Linked DNA regions of Sus scrofa: all the other regions are linked to region 3. Evidence: chromatin contacts called from public Hi-C data. All regions are on one chromosome and are shown on one strand. The core of a region is the stretch at or near the end of the contact, and the rest is flanking DNA. Distances in the headings are between cores, read along the strand shown.

Evidence for each region. A called contact is a pair of places that touch in the nucleus more often than the background predicts.
Region 1: a contact with region 3 is called in a Hi-C map of mesenteric adipose tissue, with 2.2 times the contacts expected there. A contact is called at or near these places in 17 of 47 Hi-C or Micro-C datasets (adipocytes, alveolar macrophages, embryonic fibroblasts and 10 more) and 1 of 2 datasets of targeted methods (skeletal muscle).
Region 2: a contact with region 3 is called in a Hi-C map of retroperitoneal adipose tissue, with 2.4 times the contacts expected there. A contact is called at or near these places in 1 of 5 promoter capture datasets (liver), 14 of 47 Hi-C or Micro-C datasets (alveolar macrophages, embryonic fibroblasts, epiblast stem cells and 9 more) and 1 of 2 datasets of targeted methods (skeletal muscle).

Annotation. Positions count from the first base shown.
Region 1 is chr3:119,564,722-119,567,421 of Sscrofa11.1, forward strand. No RefSeq gene overlaps it. Among named protein-coding and RNA genes, the nearest start is that of RDH14, 110 kb to the left of the region's middle.
Region 2 is chr3:119,488,900-119,491,659 of Sscrofa11.1, forward strand. No RefSeq gene overlaps it. Among named protein-coding and RNA genes, the nearest start is that of RDH14, 36 kb to the left of the region's middle.
Region 3 is chr3:118,752,846-118,755,690 of Sscrofa11.1, forward strand. All of the region lies in intron 5 of OSR1 (protein odd-skipped-related 1), which reads left to right. Among named protein-coding and RNA genes, the nearest start is that of OSR1, 390 kb to the left of the region's middle.

The DNA.
Region 1 (2,700 bases), core at 165-2,664, 810 kb after region 3:
TGTTTGCTCCTCACATCCAGGTAGTAACTCAAATAACCACAATGAATTTCTGAGGGTTTTTCAGACTCTACAAAATGTTTCTACATATATTACCTCATCTGAGTTTCTCCATCACTTGGTGGGGCTTTGATAACACACACACACAGGTACATTGCTGAGGAGGAAGAAAGGGAAGCCTGAAGAATTTGGGACTTACTCCAGGTAGTTCCAAGAGTGACCAAAAAAAAAAAAAAAAAAAAAAAAGAATTTCATCCTAAAGCCTGTCTGATTTCAAAACCCATATTCCTTTTATAACAATATGTAAACTCTTAAACCTTATCAATTCCTGTGTTGTAAATCTGCCATATGTATCCCCCCTTCTCCTCTCCAAATATTCTAGCTAGAGTTTTTATTATCTCTCACCTGCATTTTTTCAAGTGCTCCCCCTCGCCCATCAATTTAGTCATGGTCTTAGGTTAATCTTCCTAAGTTGTAGGTCTATTTTCCTGCTCAGAATCTTTCAACCAACTGAGTCGGTCTTTGCCAGGCACATAAAGATCTTCAGGATGTGACCTCAGGCCATCTTCCATGTCGTCTTCCATTATTCCTGTACATGGACTGTGAGTTTCAGAGACACGAAGGATTTGCTGGTTCTCCAGCATGCCTCAAACCACTACTCTGTCTTACAATAGTTGTTTCTCCTTTCTCTCCTTCCTTAAGACTGCCTAAATTCCATAGCCTTCATGAAACCCTTCCTGGAAACTTATGGTGAACATTTTCTTTCTTTCCCCTTTAATTCCCCACAATCCTTTATCAGCAACTCTCTCATGACTCACAATTTTCTACTTTATAGTCTATGCCAGCGTCTTAATTTTCTTATCAGACTGTCAACGTCTTGAGTTAATGGATTGCCTCTTCTTTAAATTTTATCACCCATCTCCCATTGCTTAGAATGGTGACTAGCACAGGTAAATATTTGAAAAATAAAGTAATTAGTGAATGAATGCATAAATGAAGGAATGATAGGATGCAGGAATAAAATGAGTGAATTATTTTGGAAAGCTGCTATATTGGGAAAGATTTTCTCGTTTCATCACTTTCGCCTTTCCCAATGCCCTCCCACCCACACAGTGACTTGAGCCTGAAATCCCATAGAATGCCAAGATTTCCTTGTATTACTTTAAGCAATGCAAAATGTTGACAGCCCAAGGATCAGAGGCCCATGTTTATTGGAGAAATGCTCCATCCTTGACGATGAGTGAAAGGGTTAAGAACAGGACTTTTTCCCAAAGCCTGGTGATGGTTACATAGGGACCAGAACAGTGTGCCCCATCAGGCTGGAGAAGTGGAGTTGAAGGAAACAGTGGGCCAATTTGAAGGCATTGGCCATTGACACAAGGACCATCTGCTTTTTAGCACTGTATGTAGGTTGGTTTACAGCCCTCTGAGTTCTACTTATGAACCTTTCCTTCTCTATGTCACCCACCCCATCTGTGACCACCCAGCTGCCTTCTGGGGCTCATGGCTCTGGGTCTGCTAGAGTAGACTTAAAACAGCAGAGCATGTGGCATACCCCTGCCACCCTTCTGCCCAGGGAAGTCTTTGTTCTCCAAAAGGATCATCTCTCAGAGAGGAGAGAAGCAGTCCTGTGACATGGAGAAAGGATGGTATGTTCAAATAGAAAACTGGCCAATAACACCTTCTTGCCCCGAGGGCAAGGCATTACTTTAGAGAGGGCTGAGTGCCAGTTAGTTAGAATCGAATAAATCAGATTTCTCCTGTTTAGTAACAGATGTTCTGGCTACAACTCATGAAATCATTTAATATTGCTTTATGCTCCGGTAATAAAAAAAGTCATCTGGCTCCACTTGGCCCAGGTTACATATCTTCCTCAAAGGGTCAAAATGATTTGATGCAGCTCTTGGATCAAAAGGGCTAATGCTCTCTGTATGTTATAGGCTATGGACAGGGTTTGCTCAGAGAATGGGACAGATGCTGGCATAATACATCCAGTGGCCTGAGGTATGCCTCTGACCCCTCAAAACCTGCCCTAACTCTGGGCCCTGGAAAATGTGAACCCTCTCCAGGAGGATCACTTTTTCCACCATTCCCATATCTCACACCTGGCAGTGTGAACATCCGGGGAGGGTTAAAATAGGTTGACCAGCCATACTGGATGGAGTTGGCAAGATACCAGCCCTTTATCTCTACAGCCTTGAAGGGGAGCAAATAACTAGGAAAGATTTGGCTTCTTGGAATAAGCTTTGCAGATGAGTTTGGATTAATCTACTGAGGTGGGGAACAAGGGAAAATGTGCCTGATGAAGCCTGGTAATAAATCAGAAGAACTTAACAACATGGATAAACGATGAAATTGCCAAGATGACTCAAATATTGAAATAACTGAATTAATCACAAAAGATCTTCTAAAGAAAATTATGATAAATAATAATAAGGTGATTCCTTATCCTCAGAGAAAATCTAAGGGAAAAAAACGAAACAAAGGCAAGCTCAGAGGTCAGAGAGGGAGATGGGACCATCAGAGTGTCGTTTCAGAAGCAAATTGAAGAGAAATAAAGGGGGATCCAAGGGCTGTAATAAAAGAACCATTGCTGCAACTTCTCAAAGAGAGCGATAATTCCTGCTTAGGAAGCATGATGTCAATACTTAGTTAAAAAAAAAAAAAAAGCAAATACTGAGCAGCAGCATAAACACCACGGCC
Region 2 (2,760 bases), core at 247-2,746, 740 kb after region 3:
CCTCATATTGGACCCATTCTCATTCACTCAGTCAACAAATATTTATTGTGCCCTTGCTCTGTGGCAGGAATGCTTCCATAATTACATGTGTATTACCTGCCTGGACCCTGCAGGCATTAGAACAAGTGACCACCACCCTACAATAAGGCCGAGGGGGACGAATGTTTGACTAACGTTCTTTTTTTTTTGTCTTTTTTTTTTTTTTGTCTTTTTTGCTATTTCTTTGGGCTGCTCCCACAGCATATGGAGGTTCCCAGGCTAGGGGTCGAATTGGAGCTGTAGCCACTGGCCTACGCCAGAGCCATAGCAACGCGGGATCCGAGTCGCATCTGCAACCTACACCACAGCTCACGGCAACGTCGGATCGTTAACCCACTGAGCAAGGGCAGGGACCGAACCCGCAACCTCATGGTTCCTAGTCGGATTCGTTAACCACTGCGCCACGACGGGAACTCCTGACTAACGTTCTTTTATTCATCTCAGTGTCACCATCATAACCTAAAGTTTGAGTCACTTTGAGGCTAGGATATTATAACTAATGTCCACGGCAGTCTCCAGAGACTGGCATTTCTGAAGACCTGCTATTTTTCTTTTCATATCCACGTGGACAGTTGCAAATGGTAGGTGTGCCTCTTGGCAGAGTCCAACCAGGTGACTAAAGCCAGGAAACTTTCAAGGACTTGCCCGTGGCCTTAAAGGCAGCAGGGGGGCTGGGCCGGACCATGGGTCATCTTGATCCCAGGCTCAGAGTTAGAGCTCCTGTCCTTGAGGAGCTTTGGTTTCAGGGCCTGCCAGGAAGAACAAAAGAGATTTCAGCTGTCACAGCTACACAGCCTGAGCTGCTCTCTTTGCTTCTTTGGCTGGCTTTCCCTGTGTGCTGTTTCCCATCAAGCACCTCCTCCCCCCTCCCCTCAGATGATTGGTTGAAATTATATATCCTGAAATTACATTCAAAGGGAGAAAGAGGAAGTTAATACAAAATTTTAATCAAAATACAAGCCTGTTCCCAGCCTTTGAAATGCGAAGCAGACACCCACCAGGTCCACAGGGATGTCCCAACCTGTTCTCTGGTGTGAAGTTCACCCAGGAAGGGGCTGACTAAGAGAATTACAAATAAACCAGCCTGTTGCAAACTGGAGATTTCCAAAGGCGGCTGGACCAACTCTCCCTTTCCACAATGGGCCCCTGCCCAAGAACAAAACCCTCCTTATGGAACTGGGAGAAGACCCTTCAGAGATGTCTGGGGTTTCGTCCCCATTCCCACCCTGCTTTGGTCCATACTCAGGTTCCATCCGTGGCCTGAAGGTTACAGGGAAGGAAAGGAGGGACAAAGGGCTCCCCCCCCGCAGCCCCCCAGCTGAAATCGTTGGTGAAACAAGAGCCGCCAAAAACAACGAAAGAGCTGGGCATTGGCGCCCTCTGGTGGAAGAGGCCCCACCAGACAATCTGAAGAATTTCTCCCTGGGATTAACTCTATAAATAGACAGATGATTTATTAAACAGATTTGAGGCTCATTTGAGGCGCTGCGCCATGATTGCTTCAGGGCTCAAATAAGGGAGTGCTTAGGACCCTGCCTCTTAGGCAAGCACCTGGACTTACTTAGCGAGTCACTAGCATGATCTACATTACAAGTGCATCGGACTGTTGGCTCAGCCGCTCCCAGCCAGAAGATGCCAAATTCCTCATATATAAAAGGAGCTTTAGGAACTCAAGCAAAATAAGCACTCTTTTCCCCCCACCGCCTTCCCAGAGACTGAAGCGGCAGGGTTTCTGGGAGGATACACAATACCTTGTTACAAACCATGTAATGTTTTAAAAAGTATCTATCTGACAGCCTTGGCTAAAGCCAGATCTTCTATCTCGATTACTTCAATATGTCACATCCCTATCGCACCCTGGCGTCCAGGCTTTCAGAGCCAAGACCCCTCTGTCTTGTCCAACCTTCCCATCTGGAAGCAATGAGCTTAATATTCTGGCTTTGCCCCCATAAAAGCTATGTCACAAAAAAGTAGCAGCCTGCGAACTGCTTTATCCCCCCAAGACACGGCGGAGCTCACTCTATTCGGTTACATTTAAAGACCATCCCCAAGCCCTCCCCTCCCCTGCTGCCCTCCATCCCCACATGGCCTGTAAGGCTCAGCGCAGTACCAGGAGGACAGCAGCGAATTGACAATCCTTTACACATTAATCCCCCTTTTGACATTTTGAGGGATGCAGCTTAAAATATCGTGGGGACTTAGGGGCCGGAGTGTTTGCTGGAGCACCAGCAGCCTGCAGTTTTTGGTGGCCTAATGGAGACCCGCCTTTGGAGCCTGCCTCGTACCTCCTCCAGCTCACCCTAGCTTCTCAAGTGTTCCCTAAAGAGTCCTACATGATTTTGGTAGTTGACGGCGATAATGACCTTCCCTCTTCTGTGTGCTTTACTCATTCACTGATGCACTGCCTCCTTGAATTTTGATTGAATACCTGGCGTGACCCTTTCGCCTCGCTCTCTGTTCTGTTGCAACATCAGATGGGGCCCTGGCCACCCCCACCCCCCGCCCCGGGAAGACTAAGTATGTGAAGGAGATAAACCTCCAAAACCTCCAATTCAGAGCAGGTGGAACAGTGTTCCCCAAAGCATAGTCCACGGGGATCCTGGGGGCGCTCATTGAGCGTGCCATTTCCCAGCAACACCGCCCCCCCCCCCCCGCCCCGAACCTGCTGAAGGAGAATCAATCCTTGGGAGCCATGAAGGCCCAGGGATGCACAAGGTTAAC
Region 3 (2,845 bases), core at 61-2,560:
CAGGAAGGAAAGGGAACAGCCAAGGACCTGGAATCCAGTGGCCTAGGAGGAAGGTGAGGGTAAGAGGCAGCATTGCTGTTTCAGGGGATCTGATCCACAGGATTTAGACACGGGCTCCTCCTCTCCATTCCTTGAGTTCCCTCTGTTCCTTTGGAATGAGAATCCTCCAAGGGGACCTGGGTACTGCAGGGCCGGGGAGGGAGAAAGGGAGTGGGCATGAGAGTGAGACCCTCCGTAACTAACCTCAACGGAGCTACCTGGCAGGAAGCCCTAACCCAGCTCAGTGTGTGCAGAAAAGCCTTACAGTAGATCCTGGCTTATCATTTTTCCCAGGACCAGAAACTCATGCTGGTAGATAGTTACCAAGGATTTCGGATTATTAAAAACAAAACAAAACCAAAAAGGAAAAAAAAAACAGCAAAATAAAAACCCTCACAAATCTGGAGCGGGGTGGGGTGGGGGAACAGAGACCTTGTTTTTTGTTCTTTGGAAGGACAAGAACTTGTGTAGGTTTAAATGAGTAGAGAGAATTTTGTAACTCAGAAAAGATGTAAAGTACAAAAAAAAAAAAAAAAAAAAAACCCACTCTGGATTAAATGAGACAACTGGATTGAGATTTTTCGGGTCAACGGGAGATGTCACTTGCTCACCAGCAGGTGGCGCGTTTTCTTTAGGATTGTGTCCTTAAATCTCGAAAAAATATCGCAGCCAGATTTGCTCGAGCTCCCTCGCCGGAAATCGCTCTGCAGATAATAACCCTCCAGTGTCTGGAAATTAATTACCGTGAGCGCTCATTCCTCCAGCGCCGACCGCCGCCTATGTAGCGGGTCAGAGATGTAGCGCCGCGGGTGTAGTAAGGGAATTCTGTCCTCCGCAGGGTTTCCTCGTAACTGTAACTGTACACAATTCAGTTAAAATAACTTTTCTTCGTCATCCGCAGTTTGATGAGACACTGCGTCGTTTCTAATACATTTATTTACACCTCCGGATAGAGAGAAAATTCAGTAATCTTAGAATGTAGATCCGTCTAAGATAATTCTGGCAACTCATATTTGTACAAAAAAGTAAAAACGCCCCACAATTTCGCCACACATTTTACATTTGACCCTCACAATTTAAAGCGCGATTTTCATTCCGTTTTACCAGAGTCCATGCAATTCCATGTGAATATTCGTGCTTCATACATCTTCTTATAAACCAAGCATAGGCATATGCACGTATGAATTGTTTTATTTATTAGGGTGACATATAGTTATAAGACACTGATGTGCTCAAAAGGAACTTAGGAAACGGGAACTGCCTGGAAAAACAGTTCACTTTCCCTTTCAGTTTTGATACTGTAACCTGCCTGTCGCTGTCACAATGAACACCAGCTCTGCAGTTCACCTGTGATCTATTCTCCAAAGACCCTGGAGTTGCTTGTACCTTATCAGAGCTTGTTATCTGCACAAGTGTGTGTGGATGTCCTGTTACCTACCTCCCTTGCTTAAAAACGTTCCCCCAAAGCTGGATTTTGACCTGATTGATCGTAATGGTTCCAGAGGAACTACTGAGCTATTACAATCCATCATCTAAATGATTACAGAGGGATACCTAAATCTCCCGGTTATTTGAAAGCTCTCTACATACCTAAAGGGGGGGTTTAAATGAACAGACCGCCCCCCCCCCCAATTGTCCACAAAGTTTTACAGGAAAGCTTGCGTTGGAAGCAAAGGTTCGAAAGTAAATTACATTTTTAAAAAGTCATTTTTGTGTGGTTGGGAAGTGAGGAGAGGTGGGGTTCATTTTTTAACCACCACCAATTCCCCCCCCCCCCACCCCGCCGCCGCCGACGCGCGCGCGCGCACCTAAGCAACATAGGCAATGTTCTAGTTAATTTTCTGGAAGCTGCTCTATTTTCACTCCGAACACAGGCTGGGGCACTTTCCTTCCCGGTGAGCAGGAGTTTGGAGAGGGGCTGGGTTGGGACCGGGAGACCTGTAGAGGCTGTCATCCCGCCCCCCAAACACACACACACACACCCCTTCCCAGGAAAGGCAGCTGGTGGCAGGGCTCACTGCAGCACTGGGCGCAGGGCGGTCCACGATTCGGTGCCCCGGGCTGGCGCAGGTATCGCTCCCTGCTGGATCCCGGCAGTAACCCGGCCCTGGAGGCCTGTTCGCTACCGCGGGGCCATCTCCCCTCCCCGTGGCTGCTGGGTCCCAGACTCGGGCTTCCGAGCTTCCGCCCGGCAGGGCGGGAGGGGGCAGTCGTCAGGAGCCATGGCGGAGTTTGCCCCGGTCCGGTCCCGGGGCTGGAGCCCTCAGGCTCAAAGCCAGAAGAGGCTTCAGCCGCGGGGGCGGAGTGCGCGGGAAGCCCAGGAATGGGATGGGCGTCCAGGCTGCAGTTTCTTCACCTTCTCTTGAGTGTCGCGGCTAGGCTATAGGGTGGTTGGGTCCAGGATACCGAGGACGTCCACCGCATTTGAACCGTGATGTCCTCTGAGTTCTAAAGGAATCTGAAAAGTAACCTGGTAGCCTTTACATGTCCGGAGTCCTGCTCTCTCCAGTCTATCCAAGCCGAAGTCCGGGCGCAGCGAGGCGACCTAGACCCAACTCAGTCCATCAATTTCTCTTAAGTAGGCGGGGAGGAGAATCCTCCATCACTCCATGGCACAGAGGCCCAAGTGGTTCTTGGCTTTCTGGGTTTCTTCTGGCCCGTGGTCCAGAGGAAGCTAGGCTCTAGTTGGTCTCCACTGGAGACGGAGACCAGGGTTTTTTTTGGGGGGGGGGTCATCCCCTTGGGAGTGCGGATTGGGATGGAGGACCCTGCAGCAAGTAGCAAATCTCGAATTTCATTATCCTGG